2 separate regions of the Pan troglodytes genome follow, and region 2 is linked to region 1. The links are chromatin contacts, called in public HiChIP or PLAC-seq maps. All regions are on one chromosome and are shown on one strand. Each heading gives the region's core, a stretch centred on a gene start, on an enhancer-like site or on the middle of the called end of the contact. The rest is flanking DNA. Distances are from core to core; before and after follow the strand shown.

What was found. HiChIP or PLAC-seq counts read pairs in DNA pulled down with a chosen protein or histone mark.
Region 2: an H3K4me3 HiChIP or PLAC-seq map of stem cell-derived excitatory neurons shows a contact between it and region 1, with 4 times the contacts expected there. The contact joins the promoter of PTMA here to the enhancer-like site in region 1. A contact is called at or near these places in 5 of 7 Hi-C or Micro-C datasets (blood, induced pluripotent stem cells, a lymphoblastoid cell line and 1 more), 1 of 1 datasets of contacts at active chromatin or transcription factors (stem cell-derived excitatory neurons) and 1 of 1 other capture datasets (stem cell-derived neural stem cells).

Annotation. Positions count from the first base shown.
Region 1 is chr13:133,909,446-133,914,245 of NHGRI_mPanTro3-v2.0_pri, forward strand. No RefSeq gene overlaps it. Among named protein-coding and RNA genes, the nearest start is that of PTMA, 41 kb to the right of the region's middle. Within about 2 kb of position 2,261, at least 19 of the 24 cell types and tissues checked have an H3K27ac peak or open chromatin away from gene starts, as enhancers often do. A contact at or near this core is called in induced pluripotent stem cells, a lymphoblastoid cell line, stem cell-derived excitatory neurons and 2 more, where this site is marked.
Region 2 is chr13:133,950,907-133,955,706 of NHGRI_mPanTro3-v2.0_pri, forward strand. PTMA (prothymosin alpha) reads left to right here and starts at 2,005. Exons shown (of 5, transcript XM_054678827.2): 1 at 2,005-2,221. The coding sequence starts at 2,219.

The DNA of each region.
Region 1 (4,800 bases), core at 1,011-3,510:
GGGGCCACTTCGCACACTTTGCAGGACAGCCTTTTTGCTGTAGGCCAGATCTTTTTTCTTTTTCCTTTTTTTGGAGACAGAGTCTTGTTCTCTTGCCCAGGCTGGAGTGCAGGTAGTATGATCTCAGCTCACTGCAACCTCCACCACCTGGGTTCAAGCAATTCTCATGCCTCAGCCTCCTGAGCAACTGGGATTATAGGCATGTATCACCACACCTGGCTAATTTTTGTATTTTTAGTAGAGCTGGGGTTTCACTATGTTGGCCAGGCTGGTCTCGAACTCCTGGCCTCAAGTGAACCACCCACCTCAGCCTCCCAAAGTGCTGGGATTACAGGCACTAGCCAATGCACCCGTCCTAGGCCAGATTTTTTTTTTTTTTTTAATCTGAAATGAAGGTTTTTTTTCAGTCACCCAGAAGACACTTTTTTGTTTTTGCGAGAGAGTCTTTATTGCCCAGGCTGGAGTGCAGAGGTGCAATTTCGGGATTACAGGCACATGCTACCACGCCTGCCTAGTTTTTTGTATTTTTAGTAGAGGCGGGGTTTTCTTGGCCAGGCTGGTCTCGAACTCCTGACCTCAGATGATACTCCCGCTTCAGCCTCCCAAAGTGCTAGGATTACAGGCGTGTTCCACCGCGCCCAGCCTAGACCAGATCTGTTTTATCTGAAACGGAAATGAAGGCTTTTTTTCTGTCACCCAAAAGATACTTTCTGAGCACATGGTCTGTTAAGCCTCTGTCTGGACTAGAGATAGAGCTGTGGAGCAGTTCCTGCCTCTAAGGAACTTACAGGCCCAAGTCCCAGGACATGAGGGTCCAGAAGCAGACAAACAGCTTCTTTCCACTGAACCTGGACCTGCCTTCACCCTCCCCACCCAGCCCCGTGCATCTTGAATTAAAACAGAGAAGCTGGGGATTGGATGGCGGCAGGCCCTTCTCCCCACCAAGAGAGTGGCCCTGCCAGGCACTGCCTTCCTCTTTCCCAGGCCTGGGCATTGCCCCCAGCCCCTGCTTCTGGGAGTAACGGGGAGTTGACTGCACTCTGGGACACCAGTTGGGACCCTCCTCAGAAGGGGATGGGGACAGTCCTCAGTGCAGGGCAGTCTGCGGGGGAGGCCATGGTGGGGCTATCCCACTGACCTCCCTCAGCACCATATCTGGATAGCCGTGCCACCCTGGGAGGTGGGGTGAGGGGGCCAGTGTCTAGCCGTCTAGCTGTTGTTCCCGTGACACTCAGGCCTCAGGGCAGGTTGTGCCACTTTCATCCACCAGCAGGGCCAAGGCCTGGAGCCCTCAGGGCACCAGTTCTGAGATCTGCTCTAAACAAGGCCTGCATCCTTCAAAGTTGGTGAGGTGGTCTCTTCTCCTGTAGAACAGGCAGGTTTCCTACTTTCCCCAAAGGCCCCAGGACCTGGGTGATGTCCTTCTCCGTCAACGGTCCTCTCCTTCAGCACAAGGCTCCAGAGGCAGCTCCCCATCCCACCCCACTCCTGAGCAGGCGGCCGGAGCTGCCCCCTCTGAATGCCACGCTGGGCAAGGGGTCCGTGCCTGGGAAACACCTGGTGGGGAATGCTCTGGCCTCAAGAATAAACAACAGGGATCTAGATGATGCCACCGTCCTCAGCCTCTGACCTCCAAAGGAGCCACATTCAAGAGAAGGGAGGTTCCTCCACAAATGAGACAGCAGAAGAATAAATGCCACCCTGTGCCTGCCGACTTCCTGCAGAGGTCTGTGGGCTCGTGTAAATAATTGAATGGAAAACTTCAGAAGGAAGGCAGCCCACGGGAGCCTGGCCTTGCCCGCCAGAAAGCAGGTTATAAAATGTTTCCCATGTAAGTGGTGGCTGGGGGTAGTCAGGAGGCCTAGTTACAACCCTGAGAAGTAAGGCTGCCCTGGGCTCCCAGGGGAAACACTGGGCTGGGTGGGTGGGTGCTCTTCAGGGAGTAGATCCCTCCCGGCCACCCCCAGCTCCTAGTCTCTTGGGTGTGGTAGCTCCAAGATCTCAAAGCCCAATCGCCGAGCCCGGTGGTTTCTGATGTGTCCTACCCTCCCTCCTGCTGCACATGCAGCTTGCATTGCTGGGGAGTAAGGGGAGATGATTTCCGGCCAGCACAGGCAAAGCCAGGCAGGGTGTCCCCTGAGGCGGCGCAGCAGGAGGACCACCAAGTGTGGCCCATACGCCCGGCATCCGGCCCTCTCCCTGCCTTGTCCTCAGCTGAGGCCTGAGGTGAATCGTAGGCTGGGCCGATTCCCCACCCCTGGCCTCAGGGCGGTTCCTCCTGGGTCCAACTGCCCCAGCCCAGGCCATCTGGGAGGCAGGCTGGGCGGGGAGAGAGGGAGGGAGGACGTGTGTGAGCCACTGCCCAGCCCCCGAGGCACAAACATTTCCTTATGTGGTGGCTCTGAGTGCCCGGGTGACACCCTAGAGGCTGCTGGGGAGGGCCAGGGCCGGACACACCCTGGGTGATCGCAGAAGCAGAGCCCCTGCCCAACAGGATCTTGGCCTCATCTTGTGGAGGAAAGGACCCCCACCCGGCTCTTTGTCCCCTGGAGTGGCCCACAATCCCCTAGGAGGAAGTGGTCACTGCTTCTCTACGGGATGTTTCCCCAAATTCCCCCGTGTTTGCAAGAGAAACTGTGAGATTAGAGGTACAGCAGAGACCCCAGCCCCGGGACAGGAAGGGGTGAAGGGTGGGCTGGCAGGCCCCTAGCCTCAGGGTGCGCCTCCCGCACTGCCCCCCACTCAGCACCAGGCACGGCGCTACTCCCTTTGTTTCCGGCAGGCTTTGGGAGCTATATTTGGCTGTGGGGGGATAACAGGGTGACTCATGGGAGGGACGGCCCGGGGTGGGAAGTGGAGGAGCTGTGTCTCTGGAAATGCGGCTCCCTCTGTTCCCAGGCCTGCCGCAGGTGCTAGCCCTCCGTGAGCGCTGAAAGCAAAACAGCCAACAACGCCAGGGCTCCCGCCTGTAATCTCAGCACTTTGGGAGGCCGAGGGGGGCAGATTGCTTGAGCCCAGGAGTTTGAGACCAACCTGGCCAGCACAGTGAGACGCCGTCTCTACAGAAAAAAATTAGCCAGGTATGACGGTGCACGCCTGTGGTCCCAGCTACTCTGGATGCTGAGCAGGAGAATCACCTGAGCCTAGAAGTTCAAGGCTGGAGAGAGCCGAGATCACGCCACTACACTCCAGCCTGGGCAACAAAATAAGACCCTATCTCAAAAAAAAAAGGAAGAAAGAGAAAAGAAAAAGAAACTGGGCAGACCCAGCATAGCTGCCTCCCACAGCAACGCAAGGCTCCATGGTCCCTGCACTCGCTCTCGGGGTGTAGGACATTGACCTCAGGGGGCACCCCAGCTGTCCAGAGTCTGGTTAGCACACCCCAGCCCTGATCCCCTGGGATGTCTACTCAGACCCCCGAACTGCCCTAGCTTCTCAGGCCAGTGTCATTTCTCCAAGGTGGCAGCCTTTAAAGCAGATTTAAATGTCTGACAGGGCGTGTTCCCCATGGGATATGTATTTTATTGTTGTTTTATGGCTTTTTTTTTTTCTTGAGACAGAGTCTCACTCTGTCGCTCAGGCTGAAGTGCAGTGGAGCAATATCGGCTCACTGCAACCTCTGCCTCCTGGGTTCAAGCGATTGTCCTGCCTCAGCTTCCCAAGTAGCTGGGATTATAAGCACCTGCCACCATACCTGGAGAATTTGTTTTGTTTTGTTTTGTTTTTTGAGACACACCTGGCTAATTTTTGTTTTTGTTGTTGTTTGTTTTTTTTTTGAGACAGAGTTTCCCTCTTGTTGCCCAGGCTGGAGTGCAACGGTGCAATCTCGGCTCACCGCAACCTCCGCTTCCCAGGTTCAAGCGATTCTCCTGCCTCAGCCTCCCAAGTAGCTGGGATTACAGGCACGTGCCACCACACCCAGCTAATTTTGTATTTTTAGTAGAGATGGGGTTTCTCCATGTTGGTCAGGCTGGTCTCGACCACCTGACTTCAGGTGATCCGCGCCTCGGCCTCCCAAAGTGCTGAGATTACAGGCATGAGCCACTGCGCCCGGCATTTTTGTATTTTTAGTAGAAATGGGGTTTCGCCATGTTGGCTGGGCTGGTCTCGAACTCCTGACCTCAGGTGATCTGCCTGCCTTGGCCTCCCAAAGTGTTGGGATTACAGGCATGAGCCACCGTGCCTGGCCAGGATATTTTTTAAATGGGGCTCCAGTAAGAAATGTGCTCATTCCAGTGCATCTTGAATTGGTCTGATTTCAGGGAGTATATAGGTTGAGGCTGACTCCGAAAGTTAACCCTGGTCCAGGAGGCCTTGGCATGCCAGCACCGCCAGCACCACCCCCACCGGGCTGAGGGGACGAGCCTGCTGGGCCTGGCTGCCAGCTGGCCCTGCGACTCCCATCTTTTCTCCCACAGCCCCTTGATGCTCGGCTCCCCGGGGTCCGTCCTTGGTCCCTCAGTCAAGGGACATCCATCTCTAAATTGCCTTCCTCCCTTGGTCAAGAGACATGCATCTCTAAAGTGCCTTCCTCCCAGCGACTACCCTTACCACCTGACACTGGGAAAGTCACCTCCTGCCTCAGAGCTCCCATTGGCCCCAGCCCAACTTGCCCCATCCTGATTCAGTGGGAATGGGTAGGATTCAAGCCCCCCAGTTCGAGACCCAGTCTTCTGTGGTACACTAGGATCCCAGAGCTGAAGTAGAGAATCTGGTTAATACATCAGTGCACAGACTCTTCAGTTTTAAGATTCTCTTTCCATACTGGGGGAGGTCTCAGGAATCTGTAGAAGGTAGATG
Region 2 (4,800 bases), core at 755-3,254, 41 kb after region 1:
CCTCACCCACTTCTAGCAAAGGCACCTGCATGGGAATAACGTCAGAAAACAGTTCTTTTTTTGTTTTTTTTTTTTTGAGATGGAGTCTCACTCTGTTGCCCAGGCTGGAGTGCAATGGCGTGATCTCAGCTCCTGCAACCTCTGCCTCCCGGATTCAAGCGATTCTCCTGTCTCAGCCTCCCGAGTAGCTGGGATTACAGGCGCACGCCACCAGGCCCGGCTAATTTTTGTATTTTTAGTAGAGACGGGGGTTTCACTATGTTGGTCAGGCTGGTCTCGAACTCCTGACCTCGTGATCCACTCACCTCGGCATCCACCCACCTCAGCTTCCCAAAGTGCTGGAATTGCAAGCGTGAGCCACCGCGCCCGGCCAGGCAAAGCAGTTCTTAGAGGGAAATTCACATTCATCAGTTCCTTCTGGGTGTTTGACCTTCCCGCTCCCACAACAGCCTGAATCCAGAACTGTCAAGTCTGGTTTTCAGCTGTGGACACAGTCCACTGCCCGAAGGCCACCATCCAGACGACGGGGAAGCCTTGATGGCCTTTCCGGAGCCACTGCCCGAAGGCCACCACCCAGACGAGGGGGAAGCCTCGATGCTTAGAGATGGTACAAGCCAGGCTCTCATTGCATCTGGGTTTCGTGGAAAAAACAATCCTCTCGAGGGTAACTGGAACTTAATGGATGCGCCGCAGGTGGAAGGCGCTCTGTCCCCCTGTTTACGATGACGCATAATCCCTCCAACTCTCTGAGAATGTGACACAAAGGAGGGGGTCACGGTGGCTGAGGCCAAGGAGCCCTTCCTCTGTGAAGGGCGGCCCCAGGTCTGCGCGGCGGTGAAGACAGACTGGCAGTGGGAGGGAGGGAACCCGACAAAGAGTTGAGACGCGTGGTCCTCGGGAACAGCACTGTGGAAGTCCCCCGGATTGAGGCGCGCCCGTCCAGTGGAGAATGCCACCTCCAGCCACTGGGGCGCCTGGGGGCAGGGCGGAGACACAGCGGGCGTCCCTTCGCCGCTGCATAGGAGGGCGACCGCTGGGCAGTGGGTGTTGGCGCGGTATCCCCGCCCTGCCCAGCATCTGCCCCACGTTTCTTCAGGCCAAACTACCGGGAGCCCGGGCTTCTTCCTAAAGTAAAACTCGCTCCGGAAAGGCCAACAGTCCAGCGGCCAGACGGGCACCTGGGAACGCGAGCCTAACGCGTACTGGAGACGGAGTGGCGCCCGGCACTGCGCGCCTCCTCCCCGCCGGGAGACTGCGTGCTAAGCTCAGCAAAGCCCCGCTGTGGAGACGGAGCCATGTCGCCCATTACCTAATGAAACTGAGAAGGGAGACTCAGTCTCTCTTCTAGCCCCGAGCGCAAGCTCTGCGGGACTTGGCATCGTCCTCCCTCCACGATCCCACACTCCGGGTTTTCCCCATTCCCAGCTCGGCTGCACCCGAGAGACAGACGGAAGAAACTGCCAATGGAAGGACGCAAAGCGTCAACTTTGTGTTCGCCCGCCACTCTCGGCCAATGTGCGCTCGTGTTTCCGGAGTCCCGCCTTCCGTGTCGGGCGCCCCCTTTTGGCAGCACAGGGACGAACCCTACGTCTCGCCATCTTGTGTGTGGCACAGGTAAATTTCTGGACTATGTTTCCACCTATTCTGGTCCTTTTTCCCACACAACCGATTTCTTAGTTCGACAGCTAAGTGCGGTGGCGATAAGGCCAGCGTAGCCTGTTGTTCTCGGATCGCCCACGTGAGCTAGATCGCTACGTCACGCCACGCTTGCCGAGCCCGGCGCCATCTTGAGTGTGGCGTTTTGATGCTCCCCTTTCTCGGGGCTCCGCATGGTTCTCTAAATGGCCCCCCAAATTTCAGGTAGTCCCCAAAGATTAGCCCAACTGGCTCCAGAGACGATGATTTTCCCCGAGGAACTCTGTAATGTTCATGTGCCCATCGCAGTCCAGCAGTGGGGTGGGAGAAGGGTAGACTCGATGGCCCGGCAGGCCCCTGGAGGAGGCTGCCCTGAGGCTGTCGCGACGGCAGTGACCGCTCGGGACAGACCCTAACTAGAGCCCTAGAATGAGGGGACCGCTATGCCGTGCGGGGCCCGCGGGCTGTCCCACTCGAGGGCTGGAGCCGGCATCGCGCATCGAGTCCGCTTGATACATGAATCCGTGTGTGCTTGGGACGGTGCCCGCTTGTCGACCTACTTGGCCGACGGACGCCGGACCTGATGGTGGGCAATCGGGGTCGCCTGCCCACAGGACTAGGGGTGCCCTGCCCTGGGAGGGCGCGAGGGCATGGCAGAGGGACGGGGCGGCCCAGGTGCCCGGGTCTCGGCCTCGTGACCTCGTTGCTCGTCGTGGGGCTGCCGTCCACTTGCACTGGGACAATCCTTGGTCGAAGGCGCCCAGGCGCGGGGGGCGGGCACCTCCGCGGGCACTGCGCTGGGCACCGCCCGGGGCGAGCGCGGCCCAGCACCCCGCCTTCCCCTCCCCCGCGCTGGCAGCCGTCGTGCGCCCGCCGCCCCCTCTTCCCTCCCCCTCTTCCCTCCCCCTCCTTCCGAGCAGCCGCGGGGAGGGCGGGAGAGGGAGGGAAGGGGGCTGGGCGGGCAGCTTTGCCGCGCTTTGGCTTTCTGCGTCAGCAGCCCCAGCAAAACAGCTGCGGGAGCGCGCGTCCGGAACGCGCTCGCGCACCCCTCCCCCGCGCCCTCGGCCCCGCTGAGACCCGGCAAACTCGGGCCTTGAATGACAGTGCGATCGGCGACTGCGCAGCGCGGGACGCGCCGGGGCACTGCCGCTTTAAGCACGCTTGTCCATTGTTCGGAATCGAGCCAATGAGCGAGCGCCCGCTCCCTGCGCTCAGCCAATAGCGGCCGGGCATGGGAAGCCGAGCGCCGCCCACTAATCTATATTAAAGCTTCTGGCGCCGCGTGAGTCCCCCACTGGCTGCTCTGAAAAGCCATCTTTGCATTGTTCCTCGTCCGCCTCCTTGCTCGCCGCAGCCGCCTCCGCCGCGCGCCTCCTCCGCCGCCGCGGACTCCGGCAGCTTTATCGCCAGAGTCCCTGAACTCTCGCTTTCTTTTTAATCCCCTGCATCGGATCACCGGCGTGCCCCACCATGTCAGACGCAGTCGTAGACACCAGCTCCGAAATCACCACCAAGGTGAGGCTGGACGCCGCCCGCCCCCTCGGGGTCCGCGCGCCGCCGCTCGGGCGGTGTTTGGCGCGCAGCAGCTGGACTGCCTCAAGCCCGCTATTGCTCCCTCTCGCGGGGAAACGGCCCGCCCCCGGCGCGGTGCCCTCAGGCAGCCCACTCTTTGTGTGGTGCGGGGGAGGGGGCGGGAACCGCCGCGGGCAGACGTGATGCCCGTCGGGGAGTGGGCCGGGCGCCCTCGGGGGCCGAGGGCTAGGCGCGGAGGCCGGCTCACGGCCCTCGAAACTCGTCTGTGATCGGTATGAGTGGCGGCGGGAGGAGAAGGGCCTGGCTGGGGGTCGTCGGCCCGCCGGGCGCACGGAAATAACTTTGAAACTCAAGCGCGTTGGGAATCGGAAGTGCTGGGGGGCGCGTGTTGGGGCGCGGGCCGGCCGCGGGAAGTGGCGGCGAGCGCCCGCCGGCCGCGCTGCTCTTTGTTCGGCGCCAGGCCGCCGGTTTCGCGCCCTGCAGCGGACCTGAGGTGGTTTATCTAGACTAAGTCCCGATAAGGCGGATGGGGCGACGGGCTGGCTGGCCGCGACGTCGGCCGTCCCGGCGGAGGTGTGACGGGCTTATCCGCTTTGGGCGCTCTGGGAGGCGGGGGTGGGCGCCCTTCGAGGTGAGTGCGCCGGGAGCGGCCGCCCAGCTTCAGTCATGCACCCGGTGCCGGGCTTGGCTGAGGAGGCGAGAGCCCACGCGCCGCAGGGAGGAAAGAGAAAGTGAAGCGCGGCGCTGGGGCGACGATGGGCGCCCCCCGCGGCTGCCCGGGAGCACCGTGTGCGCCGCAGCTCGGGGCGACGCGGGCCAGCACGGCGGCCGCGACAGGCCAATGGTAGGGTCGAACTGGGGGGGCGCCCGGGCCCCGTGGCGGGTTCACTGCCCTCGGCTATGAGGTCCTGCGCGGCTGGTGCAGCTCCGCTCCTGTTGTCGGCGCCGCCTCGGTCCCACTGCCCGCCCTGGGTAGCGTCTCCGCCCTCGGCGGGAGCGGGGCGCTCTCAGACTGACTGTTTTTTTCTTAATGTTTCGGCCCTCGTCCGCGCCCGTCGTGCCCCTGCAGGGATTGGCGCGAGTCACCTTGGCGTCTCCTTAACCCTTGTGTCCCTGGCGTCATCTCTGACTCTCCCAGGGGCGACTTCTTGGCAGAGCGGAGCTCGGGGCCCGGATCTCCAAAGGGGCTCTCAGTGACCCCTTCTGGACTCAGTCCGGGAATGAGTTTGTGGGGTAAGAACACCGTCCCCAGTGCGGGGCCTGGCTGTTCGATTTTCTCCGAAGCACCAAAAGGTGACTTCCCGCGAGGGCGATGAGTAGTAGCCCGAGAGGCGCATCCCCGACAGTCTCGGACCTAAGCAGCCCGGTGGACTTTGGGGCGACCTCCCGCGGGACTTGGCCCCCCGAATGCAGACATTCGGGACTGCCGGGGTGGCGGCAGTGGGGCGTAGAGTCGAGAGCCCGGCCGACCGACGCGCGACCCGTGCGCCTGCCACTGCAAGCTCTGCCTGCCGGCCGGGAGTCTCCAAGGCAAGGGACGCACTCGGCGGCCCCGGGCCACGTGCTCCCTGCGCGCGGTGCGTGCCGAGGCCCGCGCGCAAAGCCCGCCGGGCGGGGGATGCGCGCCTGCGC